2 separate regions of the Lactuca sativa genome follow, and region 1 is linked to region 2. Evidence: chromatin contacts called from public Hi-C data. All regions are on one chromosome and are shown on one strand. Each heading gives the region's core, a stretch centred on a gene start, on an enhancer-like site or on the middle of the called end of the contact. The rest is flanking DNA. Distances are from core to core; before and after follow the strand shown. Region 1 holds the start of LOC111882099 (zinc finger protein BRUTUS-like At1g18910). Region 2 holds the start of LOC111882106 (protein NUCLEAR FUSION DEFECTIVE 4).

The links. A called contact is a pair of places that touch in the nucleus more often than the background predicts.
Region 1: a Hi-C map of bud shows a contact between it and region 2, with 10 times the contacts expected there. The contact joins the promoter of LOC111882099 here to the promoter of LOC111882106 in region 2. A contact is called at or near these places in 3 of 4 Hi-C or Micro-C datasets (bud and leaf).

Annotation. Positions count from the first base shown.
Region 1 is chr4:193,478,185-193,482,831 of Lsat_Salinas_v11, forward strand. It overlaps LOC111882099 (zinc finger protein BRUTUS-like At1g18910), which reads left to right and starts at 1,931. Exons shown (of 13, transcript XM_023878462.3): 1 at 1,931-2,365; 2 at 2,629-2,850; 3 at 4,390-4,584. The coding sequence starts at 2,132. LOC122197381 (a long non-coding RNA gene) reads right to left here and starts at 2,019. Exons shown (of 2, transcript XR_006190770.2): 1 at 1,887-2,019; 2 at 1,695-1,741.
Region 2 is chr4:192,793,987-192,799,009 of Lsat_Salinas_v11, forward strand. It overlaps LOC111882106 (protein NUCLEAR FUSION DEFECTIVE 4), which reads right to left and starts at 2,171. Exons shown (of 2, transcript XM_023878472.3): 1 at 1,372-2,171; 2 at 1-1,022. The coding sequence starts at 1,845.

The DNA of each region.
Region 1 (4,647 bases), core at 681-3,180, 680 kb after region 2:
TGTTAATGTCTTAGTTCTACTGTTGAGATAGAGGAAATGAGCTGAGTCCCACATGTTTTTACTAAGAGATCGATCTTGTATTTTATATCATGTACCAAGTTTGGCGACTCGTATGCCTTAAGCTTGACAAGTCAGTATCATTGAACTTGTCGATCCATTCTCCAAGCAAATGTCATTGATCAAGTATGATAGTCAGACAAGGTCAAAGGATCAACTATGATAGTCACATAAGGTCAAAGGCAATAGATTTGCAAATGAACTGGCTTGAGCATATTTAATTTAGTTTGTTTTGTGTTTCGGAACTTAAGCAATACAAGTCTTTGTTTGTTTTGGGATCATTAAGTGGAGACCTTAATTAGTCATTTCATTAGTTAATCATTGTGTTCCCCGTTTACATGTTTAGTACCACTTCAAGAATATTAATTTATTCAAAAATCAAACATCAATCCTAATCTTGTTCAATATTGACCCCTTTCCATTTGAAATCATATAAATTATTTTTCTTTACATTTGAAACCGTGTATATATATATATATATATATATATATATATATATATATATATATATATATATATGTATGTATATATATATATATATATATATATATATATATATATGTATGTATGTATATATATTTATTTAAAAACCACATTTTTATATAAATACAATGTTCTTTTTACATTTAAACCATAATGTTATGTACAAATATATTAATTATATTATAATCGTACTTATCATCAAATAGACAACTTTTATATGAGCTTGGAGATGCAAATAGTAAGATAATCTAATTTAATCTCAAGAACACGAGGGTTTGGGGTTGCTTTAATTACCAAGTGACCGTTCGTTATATATATTTATGATTTTTGGTTCTTACATATATATACTTTTTCTCCACTTAACATTACTATGCAAAAATCTTCTCTCAAAGAATATCAAAGAGGCTAAATGTATTTTTGTTTCGGAATTTTAGATTTTATATGAAATCCAAATTAAGTTTTATTGGATTATCCAAAATGTGGTTTCAAGTTAATCAGTTATCTTGTCACGCCAGCGCCACATAATCAAACAATATATGAAAAATACAGCTATAATATAATTAATACATATTTATAAATAACATTATGATTTAAATATAAATAACATTGTATATATACAAAAAAAAGATATGGTTTTAAAATGCAAAAACCATATTATCAATAAAAAAATATATTTATGTGGTTTCAAATATAAAAAAATTATTTATACAATTTCAATTGTAAAAAAACAATATTAAACAAGAAAATGAAGTGTCGTTTTTAAAACGTACAAAATTAAAAAAAAATGATGTTCGATTCGGAATAAAAAAATGACAACATTAAAAAAGAAATTAAAAAAAATAATGTTCGATTTTGAACAAACTATGTGCCAAAATTGAAAAAAAAAACATAGTTTGAAAATTTACATCATCATAACACGTCAACAGACAACCTAGTCAATATAGTTAAAATTATAACAAATTAATAAATGAAATGTTAAATGTAAAAAATAACATAGACTCAAAACTTTTATGAAAAAATTTTCAATTTTTTATTCCTAAAATGGGTGACAATAATTGTCCTTAATTTTTTCATTATTTTGTAATACAAAATTAAAGAAAATAGTTTTTTCTTTTCTCTAAATATTATTTGATTTAGGTCTAGAGGCGCGTGCAAAGAGTAAACCGTGGAACAGCATGTTCAACGCCTCTTCATCTCTAACCTACAGACAAACGTGGAAGCATCCCCCCGTTAAAAAATAGGAGGCGAAGGCCGTTAGGTACAACATCTCAATCATCACACCGTCGTTACACAAACGACCAAATTTAATAATTCCAAAAATAAATAATTAAAAATAAATAAAATACCGCACGAAGCTTTGAACGGCCAATGCCAGAGAGATAATGCCTGAGACTCTGCAGTGGTCGTTATATTCACCACAACTTCCATGCCGGAACTTCCCTTTGTCTCTCTCGTCGTTTTCTGTGTTATGCGGCGGTGGTCGACGTTTTTATGGCTGACGACGACTAGCTCAATTCCGCCCCTCAGGAGGAGGCGGAGATACCGCCTGAAGTAATCGCAAAGCGTTGACATCTCCCTCTCTCTCAGTCTTATGTCGTCGGCATTTGAACTTGCTGTTATCCCTGGTGTTCGACTCCGTGAAGCTCCTGTTCTCTTGTTGTTGCACTTTCACAATGCTCTTCGTGAAGAAGTTACTGACCTCCGTCGTACTGCGGCGGAGGCGTTGGACAGCAGGATCTACGGTGTTGACTTGATTCAGGAACTCCGCCGTAGATTTGAGTTTCTGAAGCTTGTTAATAAGTATCACTCCGTTGCTGAAGATGAGGTTTCTTCATTTTCCTGAATCTGATTTCTGTTTACTAATAATTTAACACCGACACTAATTACTCTATGTTGAAACCACCGTCGAATAGCTTATTACCTTTTTCATGAACTTTTCCCTCGGGTTGACTTTTAAACTTTGAATTTTTCTGCTTATAATTAAGGATTTGTTTCGAATTGATTGTTTGTGAGCTAAATGCTTAAGTAATCCAATTGACTATGATGATATTTGAGGTTTTTAGGCACATTTCACTTGATTAATTTCAGGTGATTTTTAGAGCTCTGGATGTACATGTAAAGAATGTGGTGTCTGCGTATTCACTTGAGCACACAAGCTCAGAGGATATTTTGGACTCGATTTTCCATTATTTAGATGTTTTGGAGAAGGAAGATGAAAGGTCTATTTCCAAGCCATTTCAAGAACTTGTGTACTTCATCTGTACATTGCAATCCAGCATTTGCAAACATATGGCCAAAGAAGAAGAACAGGTATGACACACATTCTTGCTTAATGCTCACAATCATATTAAATTGGGTTCCTCATTTGTGGAGATTATGGGCATTTGTCCTGAGATCCCATTTTCATTTGTACGATTATGCTACATATATACGTACTAATTTGGCATGAGGTCCTTATGCTTGAAGGAAACAAAGACCATGATTAAACAGCTCTGTATAAACACACATTACCTTCTAATAGACTTGGCTAACTACAAATTTGGAATTATTTGCACTGAAATATAGTACAACTCTGAAACTTTCCCTTTAAATATATCATAACAAAAACACAATATTATTGAATTTCGGAATATAGATACCAATTAATCTCAACATTCCACAATAAGTTAAATGCATCCAGTCTTTTGCAAGGGTTTCGTTAGAATATCTGAAAATGTTGCACTCTAGGATTATGGATCAATCAACTACAGAAACCAAAACCTTTTCTTGGTAGTTAGCTTGAATTCGATGGCCTAATTTTATGAATCAAAAGACAAAGATTAGGGTTATGTGGAGAGATCGAGATTGAAACGAAAAAGGAATGCGAGAAAGATCTGTTTGTAAAGAACAGATGGCCAGACCCAGAGCAGTGGTTGCCACCTCTACCTGACTGACGGGAGAAACCATCCAAACGCCGCAATGCCCGCCATTGCCGTCACAGCCACCGGAACAAATTCCACCACCGCTGCCACAAATATAAAGTCTGCTGCACACAACAGCAGAATAAAGTAGTGTAGCGGTGATTAAAACCATTGCAGTTGTTGCAAACAGAGTAAGGGCGATAAGTGGTCCTCCGATGGCGACGGCGGCAGGAGATTCCGGCGATTGCCTAAACCACCGCAATCTTTATAATCACAAGCCCACAAATATCTCATCTTCGTTTCATTGCCTACACCTTAACCCAGTGGGGTGCGAGGGGTTGCAGTGTCGCCGGAGATCTGTTGGAGAAGACCCAAAACCTAAACAGGCAATAGCCGGTAAAATTCTACATTTTGGTCGGTATTATTGACCCTTGTTTAATTCAGTTTTTTCAAAATAGAAGAAGCTTATTAAAATGATCAAAGATAGATGGGTTATTATTACAAAATGATTGTGGTTTAAATAAATACATAAAATGACTATGAAGATAGAAGTTTGTGAAATATTTATTTAAGAAACTTTTTTTTTTCTGCAAAATCACTTGACTTTTCATAAAATGTTATGTGATATAAAGTGTAAGCTGACATAGTATGTGCAAGAGATATAAAGTTAATTATCTCCTATCTCTACCACCACCATACGTCTGTTCAAGTGATATAAAGTTTTTAAACTTTCATCTTTCGTAGAGAGGTCTATTATCATCCATGACTTAAAAGTGTTGAGTCAGATAATGAAATGCTAATTTGTTCAACGTGGATTCCTTACAACCATATCCTATTAAGCTTTACACTGAACTTCTCTTGTGAACTCCATTTAAATTTACTACTTGATCATTATTCGACTCAAAACACATCATTGGTTGAATTCATATGAACATTTACAATGGAACAGGTTTTTCCATTGCTGACTCAGCAGTTCACTACAGAGGAACAGGCGTCATTCGTCTGGCAGTTCATCTGTAGTGTTCCTATGTTACTCTTAGAAGACTTTTTTCAGTGGATGAACTCCTTTCTCTCTTCAGACGAAAGGGAAAATGTTCTACAATGTCTTAGAGAAGTTGTCCCTAAAGATATATTCCTACAAGAGGTATATATAAAGATTTAAATCTGAAAACAATTGTTTTATTTAATTTTTTTGACATATATCCAT
Region 2 (5,023 bases), core at 921-3,420:
AACACCAATGAGACAAACATTCCAAAAACACAAACCCCAGCAAACACAAAAAACGAAACCATAAAGCAATGAATCCCAAAACACGAACCCCCTTCTTCTCTTGCTTCTTTATCATAAATACTTCCAATCACTCTCACAGAAAATATATAAGATCCAACAGGATTTGCAGCAGCTATAGTGTTAAAAATCGTCCCCATATGTTTCACCCCAAATATTTCTGAAGTAATCGTAGGCATTAAAGACCACTGTGCTCCATAACAAACTCCTACAATCACTGAACCAAAGTATAAACTCCCTCCTAATGCTATGATCAAATGGCCAATCACCATTGCTGCGAGTGTAAGAGAAATGAACAGTGGTCTCCCCCAACTGTATCTGTGTAAAATCAAATCAGACACAAATCCACCTCCGAATCTTCCGAGAAAGTTCCATATACTCCATAGCGACACCATTGCGTTGATTTTAACTTTTGAGTAGTTAAGAGACTCGCCTATTTGAGATATGTTGTTGATTGTCGCTAACCCTGATCCCATTGCACAAATCATGGCTAGAAATAAGAGCCAGAAGTTGACTGTGCTCATTGCTTGTATCAGGTTCATTTCAACTACTGAATGTGAATCCACCTGAGCTTCTGAAGCTACAATCAATGGGGTTATTGTTGGTGAAGATGATTCCTCTCGTTCGTTTCTTTGAGCTGTGAGTGCGATTTGAAGAGGTGAGGAGATGAGAATTAGGAGAATGATTGTTGTGAGGAAGTGAGCCCATGATGGGAAGATGAAGATGTTTTGGAAGATGAGGATGATCATTAGGTATGTGGCTATGGCGAGTGCGATTAGTGAGAAGTTGTTTAGATGGTGTTTGTCGTGAGTTGTGTTTGAAGGGTTTTCGTGAACGAAATTCATGAATAGTAGAGAGACGATGGTTGGAAACAAAGCAAGCATCAGTAAGAAAGTTGTTGGTTTGCCATAAAATAGAGTTTGGTAGATCTGAATTAGGATAGCTCCACTTAATCCAAGAAACCCCTGATTGATTAAAATATGAGTAGATTTGGTTAAACAGTGGATGAAAATTTGTACGTTGAGAATATTTTAAACATCTACAGTGATGAAACTTCAACAGTATGGTACAACTATCCACTGCATTTGATTTGAATCTTTGGATAAGTTTGATTCATCATTCATGTGTCCTATGTTTATCTTAATCACTTTTAACTTCTTGCGATCGATAGAAAATTCTACTAAAAACATTCACAGATCATCGAAATTTGGAATCTAACGTAGCAATTTGATCTTAGGGAATTTTTTGTAAAATGATGTGAGCGGAGTAAAATAGCGATGAATAACAATCAACAACAGAAATTGAATGAATTACCTTCATAATGCCGACGGTTGTTCCACCGTAATCGGGAAAGTTCCGGACGGCGACGACGACATTTGCGGTGTTGAAGAAAGTCTGTGCGTGTGCCGCCATAAACATGAAGAGGCACATGAACAGGACATGCGGCCTGTCGATAACTCCGGTAACGGACAACCACATAAGGAAGTAACCGGCGAAGCACTGAATCGCTCCAGCCAAGTAGACGAGCGAAAGTCCGGATCCGAAACGAGACGACGGCGGCGGCGTTGAATCGCGGTGGTTATTGGTGACGGCGTGGTAGAGGAGACCGGATAAAACTCCGATATTAGCACCGATATCTTTGAAGACGGAGACGGTGTCGAGAGTCGATTGATCATAACCTTGGCTGGATTTGAGGGCGGCGGAGTAGATTCCGAAGGCGTAGGAGGCGCCGCAGCTGCATTGGATCCATATGCTCGCCACCGTAGCTACCCATTTGCTGTTTTCCATTCTTTTTGATTTTCCGAAAGGGGAAATTTTATCCTGTAAATGTCAATTCCAATAAATACGTGTCTGTATCGATTGATGGTGGCCTAGTGGCGTGGATTAATTGTTTATAAAATACAGACGGAACCAACAGCTAGATGATCAACTCGACAGGTATAGGGAGGAGATATGGCCAGGAGTATTAGTCGAGTTTTGAAATAAAATATAAAGGGTTCCAATATTTTCGTTGAATGGTGTGGTGCGATACGTTCCATAGACTCCACTTAGCCGATGACACCATACTCCACTTATGTCTTCATGCATCGTCTATGAATTTTGGGGCGGTGTTTATGGTGAAAAAAGGATTGACAGGAGATGCAACGGCAGGGAGTCGGCCCAATACATGGACGAGTTGGCCAAGGCCCAAGATATTAGAAAAATAGAATCATAATTATTATCCCATATGTATTATTACATATATTTATTATCTTGGCTCAATAATATTAAGTCCAGTCAACTGCCTCCAAGAAATTTCAATGGTTGGGTCATAATTTCACTGAATGTGTACAATTGCAATTGTAAAAATCGGTATTCAGTTAAGACCATCCGTTATACCTACCACATATCATATATGTGGTGGGTGTCATATCAATACCACATTCCACTACCACTAATATGAGATATTCACCACTAAACACACCACTCCACCTCATTTTGTTATTTAAATTTAATTCAAAAATACATTAAAAACATTTTTTTAATACTAGTTTTTCCATTAAATTAAAATACCAAATTACATTAAATAAAAACTAAATTAATTGAAATTAAAAAATAAAATAAAAATAACAATCAAAATAAAAATTACATTAGTTAAATTTAAAAAAAAATTAAAAAAAAAACTAAAAATTCCAACCATAAATAAAATAAACTACCCCCTACGCCTACGTCGGGCTCAAACCGACTCTTTCATTGCTTGGAAAAGTTCCAAGTCTTCGCCCTCAAGGTCGTCCGTTTTCATTTTCAAGATTTCCATATCGGTTTTTGTTTGGAGTGTCTCTTGAAATGATGTTTGTGCTTCGATCATTTTTTGTTCCATCTGAGTCATCACCTCGGCCTTCGTTTCTTGAAGTTGCACATATCGATCAAATTTATTGCCAAACATATCCATAACACTAGAATTTAAAGATGTTGACGCCACTTCTTTTGCTTTATTTCTTCCAACGGGCCGACGAAGAGGTTGGTCGTTTTCAAGATCTATCGGATCGTCGTTGATGTCGATGTGTGTTTGGCCGTCCGATTGTTGAGAAGTTCCATCGGAGTTTCTCGAACGCTTTGAACCGGAAGATTGGGAACTTCCTTCTGTTTGCTCTTTCCATTTTGGGGCGTCTTTCAATTTTAGCCACGGTTTCATATACGGAAAAGCTTTGCGTGTTGGCGTTGTTTTTTCAAATTGGTCCATGGCCGCCTTGAAAACATCAAAATCGTTCGAGCCGCTTTTGCGTATGTTTAGGAGGTTGTTGTAGATTCCTCCAAACTCGGTGCATTTTAGTCGAATATCTCGCCATTTCGACGTAATTTGATCGGCATTTCGAGTTTCACTTTCCATTAACTCGTAAAAAATGGCTCGGAATTTTTCCTAAAAACTTCCGTAAGGCTGACTATCTCCTACAATTGGATCTTCGGAAGCCGCCACCCATGCCTCCGCTAACTTTTCTTCTTCTTCTTTTGTCCATGGGACCCTTTCTTGGGTGGTAGTGGGTCGGGCCGGTTTTTTTCCTTTTTTCTTTTTTGGTTGAGGTGGTGGTGAAGGTTGCGTTTCCGGAACAAAATCTGACGAAAGTGGTGGTTGTGAAATTGGTGGTTGTTGTTGTTGTGACTATTGTTGTTGGAGTTGTTGGAATTGTTGGTATTGTTGTTGCATTTGTTGTTGTTGGAAAGCCGGAAAAGGTTGATATTGTTGTTGGAAAAGTGGTGTTTGTTGGATAGGGGAACCACTTTGAAGTAGATTGATAAAACCGCCTTGAGGTGACTCCATCGTCGGGAATTGTCGAGGTGTTGTATCTAACGCAAAAGTGTTATCGGGTTTGCGATTTCGGTAATTTGGAGGAGTATTTTGGTTGGGATCCATGATTTTTGGTTGTGAAGATGTAGTGTGTAGTTTGTGTATAGAGAAAGAAAAGAATGGTGTAAAAAATAAGGAGTAAAAATGTGGTATTTATAGGTAAATAAATTGTTTATTTATTTATTTATTTTTTCTTTTTACAAAACTAGCCGTTCAACGGCTAGACAACGGTCAAAATTTTGCATCTTAATCTCATTGGCCGTGCGACTTCGTTGTCCCCGAAAACGAGCCACCACGAGACAACGGGGTGGTGTGCACGCCCGTTGTTCGTGGCCAGCTCGACCATGAAACTCTTCGTCGAACGTATACCGTTTGGCCTAACACCCTTGAAAATTGAAAATCTTTGAGTGGTATGTGGAGATCGAGGAGTCAAGTTCTAAATCCGTAAATCGGTATATGATTTTTATTCACAATTTCGCATTCTAAATCAAATAGATGTCTTATTTATATTCTATCACTTTAACTTGATGTGTATTCAACTGCTATCAGAGTTTGATTTTTTCAAGTTTCAGTCTCGGAGTTTGAGTTCCGACTTCTGAGTTCCGATTAGGCATTACAACATGAGGACAACGAAAGAATTAAATAAATGACTTGTCACTTGTTGGATTTTTCTAATTGTTGAATTATTGAATATCTTCACTCTTCATTGAGTTCTTTTTTAGTTTTTCTTTACTTCCTTTTTTTTTTTTTTCTTTTTCTGTTCTTGATTTCTATTTTTTTTCATTGATTTAGGTGTTTTTTTTACCCGTTAAATTCGAGTTGGGATAAAAAGAGTTAAAGCTTCATAGATAATATGATTAATTTAAGTCAAATCTGCTGCTGCTTTTGTATCGAATTCCTTTATTTGAGCTCTGATTTCTAAGTCAAATTGTTATTACTTTGTATCTATTCAAGTAAAATTTCTGTTGCATTCTCTTAGGTTTTTTTTTTTTTTTTTTTTTTTTTTTTTTTTTTTTTTTTTAAATTTGTCTTCTAAACATTTATGTGTTCTTGTTTTTTAATGTGAATCAGGACGCATAAAGACATTTATTTATCTATTGAACTTTTGAGTTATGATTTCCGTCTTTTTTACTATGTTGA